Regions from separate parts of the Zea mays genome. Here region 2 is linked to region 1. Evidence: chromatin contacts called from public Hi-C data. All regions are on one chromosome and are shown on one strand. The core of a region is the stretch at or near the end of the contact, and the rest is flanking DNA. Distances in the headings are between cores, read along the strand shown.

Region 1 (4,130 bases), core at 160-2,659:
ATACGAGAACCTGACCCTTCAACGATTGATCTTAAGGTTGCAACAACTTTTACACTTTCACCATTGAGGAGGTCACGTAGGCTAGGTCTTTTTCAACCATTTCTCTCTCTCAAACGGTTACTTAGACCGATTAAATGCTTCTCCTTAATCTCGAGGGTCACTTGGACCCCATAAGGATCATCACACAATTAGGTGTCTCCTGCTAGCTTTACAAGTCACTTGAGAGTTTAGAAGGAGATAAAAAAACACGACCGACAAAGCCAAACAACAAGAGCAACATGAGAAGACAAAAGATCACACTCTCTCTAGACTTTCCAAGGCACTAATTACTTATGATAACTAGTCACAATTATAATACTTGGAGGAGTTTGGGAGCTTGGAATGTGTCTTGGAGTGGTGTGCTTGCTCTTGTATTGAATGTGGATGAATGAAATGCTTGGATGTTATGAATGAAGGTGGTTGTATTTATAGCCACCAACCACTTACTAGCTATTGCCAACTTTCTGCCACACGCGGACGGCCCGCGCTCCTGGCTCGGACAGTCCGCCCCGCACATCAACACCTGAAATCGCAACGGTCAGCATCAACAGCTATATCAACGGTTATGCGTGCATTAATGTGTCGTCAGATGTTAGATAAGCAGTCACGGACGGTCCGACCATGCCGCGAGGACGCTAAAAATGAATTTTACCAAAACTGGCACCTATAGTTTTTCTGGTGTTCAACGGGCGGATGGTTCGCGTCAGAGGATCGGACGATCGCTTTTGGCCCACGGTGCTCTTCTCTCCTTTAGACAATCCGTAGTAGAAATGTGATTTTCAACATTGTTTCTGTCCGAAGTGCATCGAGGTGTTGCGGACGGTCCACCAGAAGGACCCGGACGGTCCGCACACAAGTGAATTCTCAAAAAGCTCACATGTTTGGAATAATCTACGTTATTCCGGACAGTCGACTTAGAATTAAGATGGATGGACTTATGCACCTGTGAATCAATCAATTAGGCAAACTAGTTAGTCCATATTGGTTGTGATGATCATCAAACACCAATCACTTTAAGTGGTGTTAAACGCTTTAAAGGATGTTTGGAAGTATCTCGTTTTTAGGAAACTGATTTATAAATGTGATTGCAAACATACCAGTTTATGTTCTAGTTTATAAAAACTAGATTCCTAGTTTTAAAAAAAAACCAAAAGGCTAGGCACTGGCTAAAAAACCGAGGTGTTTCACACACCATAAAACCAGTTTAGAAAATAGAAACTAGATTTTTAAAAACTAGGTTGCTTCTAAACATATCTTAAATACTGTAGTATTTTAATTTCTAGGGCACTTTTTTAGTCACTTTGTTGGGATACTCTTATCACGTTACTAATTGATTTTGTATTATGTTTCCAGACTTCCAGTGAAGTTCCATTTGGCGCTAGACACATTCGAGCGCCCTGGAGGCCTGGATCTGGTTGATCACACGTGGACGGCGGTACGGAGTGGAGCCTCAACTCGACTCGGGTCCGGCGCTGAGCCGCTGACCGTCGACCCGACCTTGCCCTGGCTCGCCTCCTCCGCTGCGGCGGTCTGGAAGGGATCACTGGATCGTAGATCCCACTCGGCAAACCCAAACGGCCAAACCTTTGCTTGCATTCAGCACCCCCGGCGAGACGCCACTCCAACTGCCGGGATCCAGCCGCTGCACGCGGCGGCCACCCCGCCCTGCCGGCCGACCAGGGGGGTTGAGAGCGGGCGAGGCGGAGATGCAGAGCGCCACGCGGCTGACGCTGCTACTGTGCGCGGCGTGGGCGGCCGCGCTGCTGTACGGCGAGATGGGCGCCTACTGGGTCTCCTACCTCGCATGCTCGTGGCCCTCGTCGTCCTCCTCGCCGCCGGTGAGTACGTGGCTACGCTGATTTGGGAGGCGATGCGGCCGTGCGGGTTTTTTTGGTAGATGTGTTTTCTCAGGATTCTAACTCGTTGTTCTGGATCCAAAAACTAGCACCGCGTCGATTAAGCTAGGGTTCCGTTCCCAGCAGTTACTCATGCTTTGCTTAGCACACATTTCGATCTCACCGAGGCAAACAAGGTTGTCGGCATTGCTTACCCGTGTTTTATTGCCTTCGTCATAAATCATGCTGGACTCTTTATGGCTAGTCCTATGCAATTCATTGGGCACACAGTAGTAAGATGGGTTGGGGATGATAGTTTTCAGTGGACTAGTAACTCAGGAATTTGCATGAAAACTTTGTTATCTTTCACGAGCATGTTATTTCCTTAAAACCGAATTTCAGTCGACCATCAAGTAACGATTTTCCACGATGTCAATGTTATCTTATATCTTACAATCATATTCCCCCCCTTTAACTTTTCTTGAACAGAATAACCATGTCAAGGTTGCTGTTGTTGCTGACCCACAGGCGAGTTCCCCTTCTAGCATTATTCTGTGTAATTTTGCTGTTAAACCTGCAATAGTATGCAGCGATTATCTTGAATATGTTGCTCCTTCCTGAAAAGGTCTTCCTTTGCAGCTTATGGATAGCACCTCCCTTGGTCTTCCATCAAGCTCAGTTGCTCTCCAAGCTGCTGAGTTTTACACGGATTTGAACATGAGAAGGTCCTTCCAGTCCACCATACTGCCATTCAAACCTGATGTGGTCTTATTTCTTGGTGATCACTTTGATGGAGGCCCTTACATGCCCGATGAAGAGTAAGGCACGGATACTGATTTCCAATTCATCTTTTAATTGGCACACTAAGTTCACTTATCAACATTACATCTAATACTAAGTTGTCCTGTGATGGTTGGATTTGGAACTATTGTGTGTGCTTCAAAGGATGCAATTTATCCTTAGAACAGTTCCATATCATCTTTATTGTATAACCGCCTGTCTGTTTTATCTATATATTTCCTACCAGAAAATAGATGTCTTCATAACTTCCTACACACAGTTCACTGGCATAACTGCATACCTAGTATTTATGTAACAACCTTCTTACACAATAGAAAACATAAAGCACTGATCAGCATGTTCAGTGATGTGTCATATGAGGTTTGGTAATTTAACCCAACAACAGACTTGGATGTGTATACAATACACATGAATAACATGTCATCATCGTGGGATGACTGATGAGCCTTTGCCTTTCTATCTACACTAATGCCGATGACATGTTACCTTTTAGCAGCCTTGCATCTCATCCATGAATAAATGCTAGAAAGTTTTCGTGTTGCTTGTCTCCGTTCTCTTCTTTATTGATTGATGTTTCTTGCGCCCCCTGGCCCTTTGTCAATGTCTCGAAGTTTTTTTATTGATTGATTTTATTCTTTGGGGGATTGTTAATTTTCTTCATTCGTTTTTGCATTGGTATACAATTATACATTAATCAGAACTTACTCCATGACACAATGGTTAAATTGTTCACCAATTAGTTTTGTATTCTTTTCCTAATATGTGTTCCAAACCTTTCAGGTGGCAGGAATCATTGTTTCGATTTAAACATATATTCGGCCTGAATGATCAAAGAACAAAGCAACAGATCCCTATCTACTACCTTCCAGGAAATCATGATATTGGTTACTCAGCATTTCATTCAGTCCATCCTGAGGTGATTAACCACAGTTGCTTCCCTCCCCTGCAAGCTTTCCATTTACTACTTTCTGTAATCTCATGCTATTATTTATTTTGAAAGGTATTTTATTTTAGTAGCCATGCACCTCTAGACAAAGATAGGCTTCCTTGCATTAAGATTCGTAGTTTCTTCTCATCTAAGGACCACCCAGACTTGATCCCTGTTGCTGAAACTCTGGGTGGCACACTGACTGGCACCCTTTCCATGTTTTGTACTTTTTCACCGCCTAGTTCATTGCTTTGCTAATTGCTGCAAGTGGTGCTTCTTGGTGCGTTTTAAATCTTCAAGAAGAGATGTTTGTAGCACCCTGCTGAACCCTTTCAGTTTTTTTTTCTCAGCTGGTTGCTTCTTCATGGCTTTGCCATATTACAAAGAGGCTATTCCGACATATAACAAACTTTATTATTGTAATCTGAAGTTTAACATTTTACCAAATTTAAGTTTACAGACCATAAAATGTACACCTTAGCCAAATCAATGCATGTGCAACTAAATTCTAGTTATAATTTGTGCAT
Region 2 (4,460 bases), core at 1,313-3,812, 220 kb after region 1:
TTGTAACCTCGTCTTTCTATCACAATATTATATATACATATAGACAAGAAATAGGTAAAAATCACATTACACCAAACATAAGAACAAATAGCGTAATAGTATTCTAGGCGTCGCTATGAGATCGTAGGTTCGAGAACCACTAAAATCGGAGCAACAGTTGAAAATAAATTGTTTTCTGAAGTTTTAGGTGATTAAACGATAAAATCATATTCTATGTTGATTAATATAAATCATGAATACTCTGATATTGGAGCACAGGATTGGGAATTAGAATCAGCCTTACTGAATTCTGTTGTTTGGCCGCACATGGAATTGAGATTTGGAATCAGAGACCCAATTCCCTGGAATTGAACTAAAACTAGAAACTCACTCTCCCAATTCGGAGTATCACACCTCTGTATTGTATGGAATCAGACCGCACAATTACAAACTCCAATTCAGTGACATCCAAACAATAGAATTGGAATTGCATATCATTTCAATACCATGGTTGATTTGGTATTCAACACAATTCAATTATATAACCTCCAATATCGACATCCAAATAGAGCAGAAGAGATATTCCAGGAAACGAATATTTCTATTTTAATCTGAGTTATAACTTGAGTAGAGATCTTATCATAGTCAAACTATAATTATAGTCAGATTAACTTTGACTAGAATAACTAATCAACTAACATAAGTTAAATAAATATCTAATTATAAAAGCATGTGGCATGATATAAATAAAATTTTTTCCGCATAAACAATTCTATTACGAAGCGAACGCAACTTGAACGGACCAAATCGGAGCCAAAATGCACAAGATATGGATTATCCAAGTTTGGTTGTACTTTGATATAAATTTTATGCTTTAAAATATTTCTCAGTAGCTTTTTTGAAAATTCTAGGGACCTATTTGTGAAATATTCCTCATTAGCTTTTTTTGAAAATTCCAGGGTTTAGCTATTATTGCTATTGAATTAGGTGGACGACGGGTTAAATCCTAAAAACCCGTGGGTCTCTTTTATAAATGTGGCGGCCGAAGGGGTATCGTATCATGTGAACCATTAGATTTAAAATATGCGGCATAGATTAGACTACTCAATCCCTTGAACATGTACCTATCCTACCTGTTAGATCTCGGATCGACGGTCGTCCGAAGCCCACGCCTTCTTCGAACCTGGAGTTTCGGATTTCTGATCGACGGTTAAGCTTCAAATACTCGAAGGGGGTATCTTAGCTTGTAATCTACACCGTTCATCGTTGATCCGACAGCTACAGTTGTGCCTCTTCCCTCCTGACGACGCCAGGCGACGCCGTCACGCGCCACACGACGGCGAACATGCCGGAGGCGGCACCAACATGCTCTGGTGCCCCAAACTAACCGCTACATATACGCAGGGGAGTTCTTTGCAAAGTGGTTTTGGGTCTGGATGCTGGAACGACGAAGCGAGGGGTCGGTACATATACGCAGGGGAGTTCGGGCGGGAGCAACAGTCCGAAGATCACCACCTTTTGGGTGTTACACGCTTGACCTGCACCACATCAACATTCGTGCATGACTTAAAACCTAGTCCTAAACACCCAAGACAACATGTAAAACATGTACTAGTCTTGCCACACTGTAGAAAATTTAAATAGATGCTTGCTCGTCCATGTTCTTTCCCTAACGCCCTTCTACCTAACCTGGGTGAGCCTCACGAGACTTTTGTCCGTCCTCTTGCCTTTAGAGGGCTTCTTCAAAAGCACCCATATGTTCCCTTCTTATGAACACTTCATTCTTCTTTTCCTTCAAGCACATCTGCTCAAAACACCATCATAATCATCATAAACTCTCATTGGCCATTGTCTCAACAAGTTAGGCAAGCACATTAATATATACATCATGGTATGCAATCTTATACAATATGGCAATTTATAAGATGTTACCATCATCTAATATGTTAAGTTCACTATTTATCTTAACAAAGATCCTCATATCTAATGATTTTGTAAATATATTTGCCAATTATTGTCTGCGTCGAACTCTTTAAGGCTCTATTCGGTTATTACTACACCGCATGGATTAGATGAGATTGAAAAAAAGTAGAGATTTTAACTTGCGATGCATTTAAACTCACCATCCCATCTAATCCACATGGATTGAGATGAAAACGAACAGGCCCTAAAGAGAAATACTGTCCTTATATTTATGAAGGAAGTGTAATACAATTTTATATAAATATAGTAACTTAAAATATAAAGCAGGAAGTCCTTTTTAGGAGAAGAGACTAGGGGTGTATTTGGTTCAGTTTTTTTTTGACTAGTTTTTCTAAGAATTTGGCTATGGGAGAATTTAATTATCGTGGGGTTTACGTGCAGAGGAAGATAAAATGGTCTAAAGGGTTCAGGATCTAGAAGACGGCAGATTTCTATTATCGTGGCGACTCGTTCGATTTTGATTTTATATCGATTTAAACGGTTTTTACCGAAACGATTTTTATAGAAGTTGGCTCAAACAAACGGGGCATAGAAAGTTAGGCCGTTAGCACTTCAGCTTGATATGTTATACAACCGGCCCATCGCACCTTGGAGCGGCCCAGCTCGTGCGCTCTCGTCTTCGCGATCGCGAACAGTCGCGGCGGCCTCGTCATTGCCGCAGAAACCCTAACCCTAGATCCGCCGTCATGGATCTCCTCCAGTCCTCTTACGCGCCGGACGACGCGTCGTCTCCGGAGGCTTCGGCGGCCGCGTCCTCGCCGGACTCCTCGCCGCTCCGCCTTCCGTCCAAGTCCGCCGCCCCCGCCGTCGATGACACCGCGCTCGCACTCTCCTCCGCGGCGTCCGCCGCCCGCCCACTCGACCCTTCGCTCCACCTCGTCGCCTTCAACCCAACTGCTGACCAGCTCTGGGCTCCCATCCTCGGGCCCCAGCACCCCCACGCCCCGATCTCGTCCGCCTCCGGCAACCGCAACCACAAGCTCGGCCACGTTGAGGACGCCGCTGTCCTGCCATTCCTATTCGACGAGCAGTACAACACCTTCCATCGGTTTGGCTACGCCGCCGACCCGTCTGGCCTCCACATCGTCGGCGACGCCCAGCCCCAGGCGCCTGAGCCCGACACTGTCTACAACCTCGCCCCTTCCGAGCACAAGCGCCGTCGCCTCCTGGCCAAGGCGGACAACGAGGCGGAGCTAGCCCCCCCGGAGGCAAAGAACCCCGCCTCCGAGGAATGGATCCTCCACAACAAGCAGAGTCCCTGGGCTGGGAAGAAGGAAGCGCCTCCCGCGGAGCTCACTGACGAGCAGAAGCAGTATGCGGAGGCGCACGCTGCCAAGAAGGCCGAGAAGGAGGCCCGCCTCGAAGGGAAGAGCGAGAGGACAGAGGTTGTGGTCAAGACCACCTTCCACGGCAAGGAGGAGAAGGACTACCAAGGACGCTCCTGGATCACGCCGCCCAAGGATGCCAAGGCCACAAACGACCACTGCTACATCCCCAAGAGGTGTGTGCACGAGTGGGTCGGTCACACCAAGGGGGTCTCAGCTATCAGGTTTTTCCCGAAGTATGGACATTTGCTGCTCTCTGCGAGTATGGATTGCAAGATTAAGATCTGGGATGTTCTTGGGTCACGGACATGTATGCGTACCTATATGGGGCACTCAAAGGCGGTAAGGGATATATCATTCTCCAATGACGGGACTAAGTTCTTGAGCGCTGGGTATGACAGGAATATACAGTACTGGGATACTGAGACAGGGCAGGTGATCTCGACCTTTTCAACTGGGAAGGTCCCATATGTTGTGAAGCTCAATCCTGATGAGGATAAGCAGCATATTCTCCTTGCCGGAATGAGCGATAAGAAGATTGTGCAATGGGATATGAAGTCAGGGCAGATTACACAAGAGTATGATCAGCATTTAGGGGCTGTGAACACCATAACTTTTGTGGATAACAACAGGAGATTTGTGACCTCAAGTGATGACAAGTCTCTTCGTGTGTGGGAGTTTGGCATCCCTGTGGTGATTAAGTACATCAGTGAGCCGCACATGCATTCAATGCCATCGATGTCACTGCATCCCAACTCCAATTGGCTGGCAGCACAGAGTTTGGACAATCAGATACTGATATACAGCACCAAGGAGAGGTTTCAGCTTAATAAGAAGAAGAGATTTGCTGGCCACATTGTGGCAGGTTATGCTTGTCAGGTGAACTTCTCACCTGATGGGAGGTTTGTGATGTCTGGTGATGGCGAGGGTAGCTGCTGGTTCTGGGACTGGAAAAGCTGCAGGAGATTCAAGACTTTGAAGTGTCACAACGGGGTTTGCATTGGATGTGAGTGGCATCCGTTGGAAACTAGCAAGGTTGCAACCTGTGGATGGGATGGTGTAATTAAATACTGGTAAGTTGATCACACAACCACGCGTGCTCCTTTTAATTGGAACCACTGCTTTTAATTGCTTTGTGATCTAGCAGAGGTTTTCTTGCTAAGAGGAGTCTTT

What was found. Hi-C and Micro-C count contacts between places; a contact is called where the count stands out from the background.
Region 2: a contact with region 1 is called in a Hi-C map of leaf, with 4 times the contacts expected there. The contact joins the promoter of LOC100285823 here to the promoter of LOC103639027 in region 1. A contact is called at or near these places in 10 of 25 Hi-C or Micro-C datasets (bundle sheath, ear, endosperm and 4 more) and 1 of 3 datasets of contacts at active chromatin or transcription factors (leaf).

The regions. Positions count from the first base shown.
Region 1 is chr9:127,307,557-127,311,686 of Zm-B73-REFERENCE-NAM-5.0, forward strand. It overlaps LOC103639027, which reads left to right and starts at 1,410. Exons shown (of 14, transcript XM_008661807.3): 1 at 1,410-1,877; 2 at 2,364-2,402; 3 at 2,514-2,692; 4 at 3,456-3,591. The coding sequence starts at 1,746.
Region 2 is chr9:127,524,485-127,528,944 of Zm-B73-REFERENCE-NAM-5.0, forward strand. LOC100285823 (pre-mRNA-splicing factor PRP17) reads left to right here and starts at 2,563. Exons shown (of 2, transcript NM_001367338.1): 1 at 2,563-4,360. The coding sequence starts at 2,649.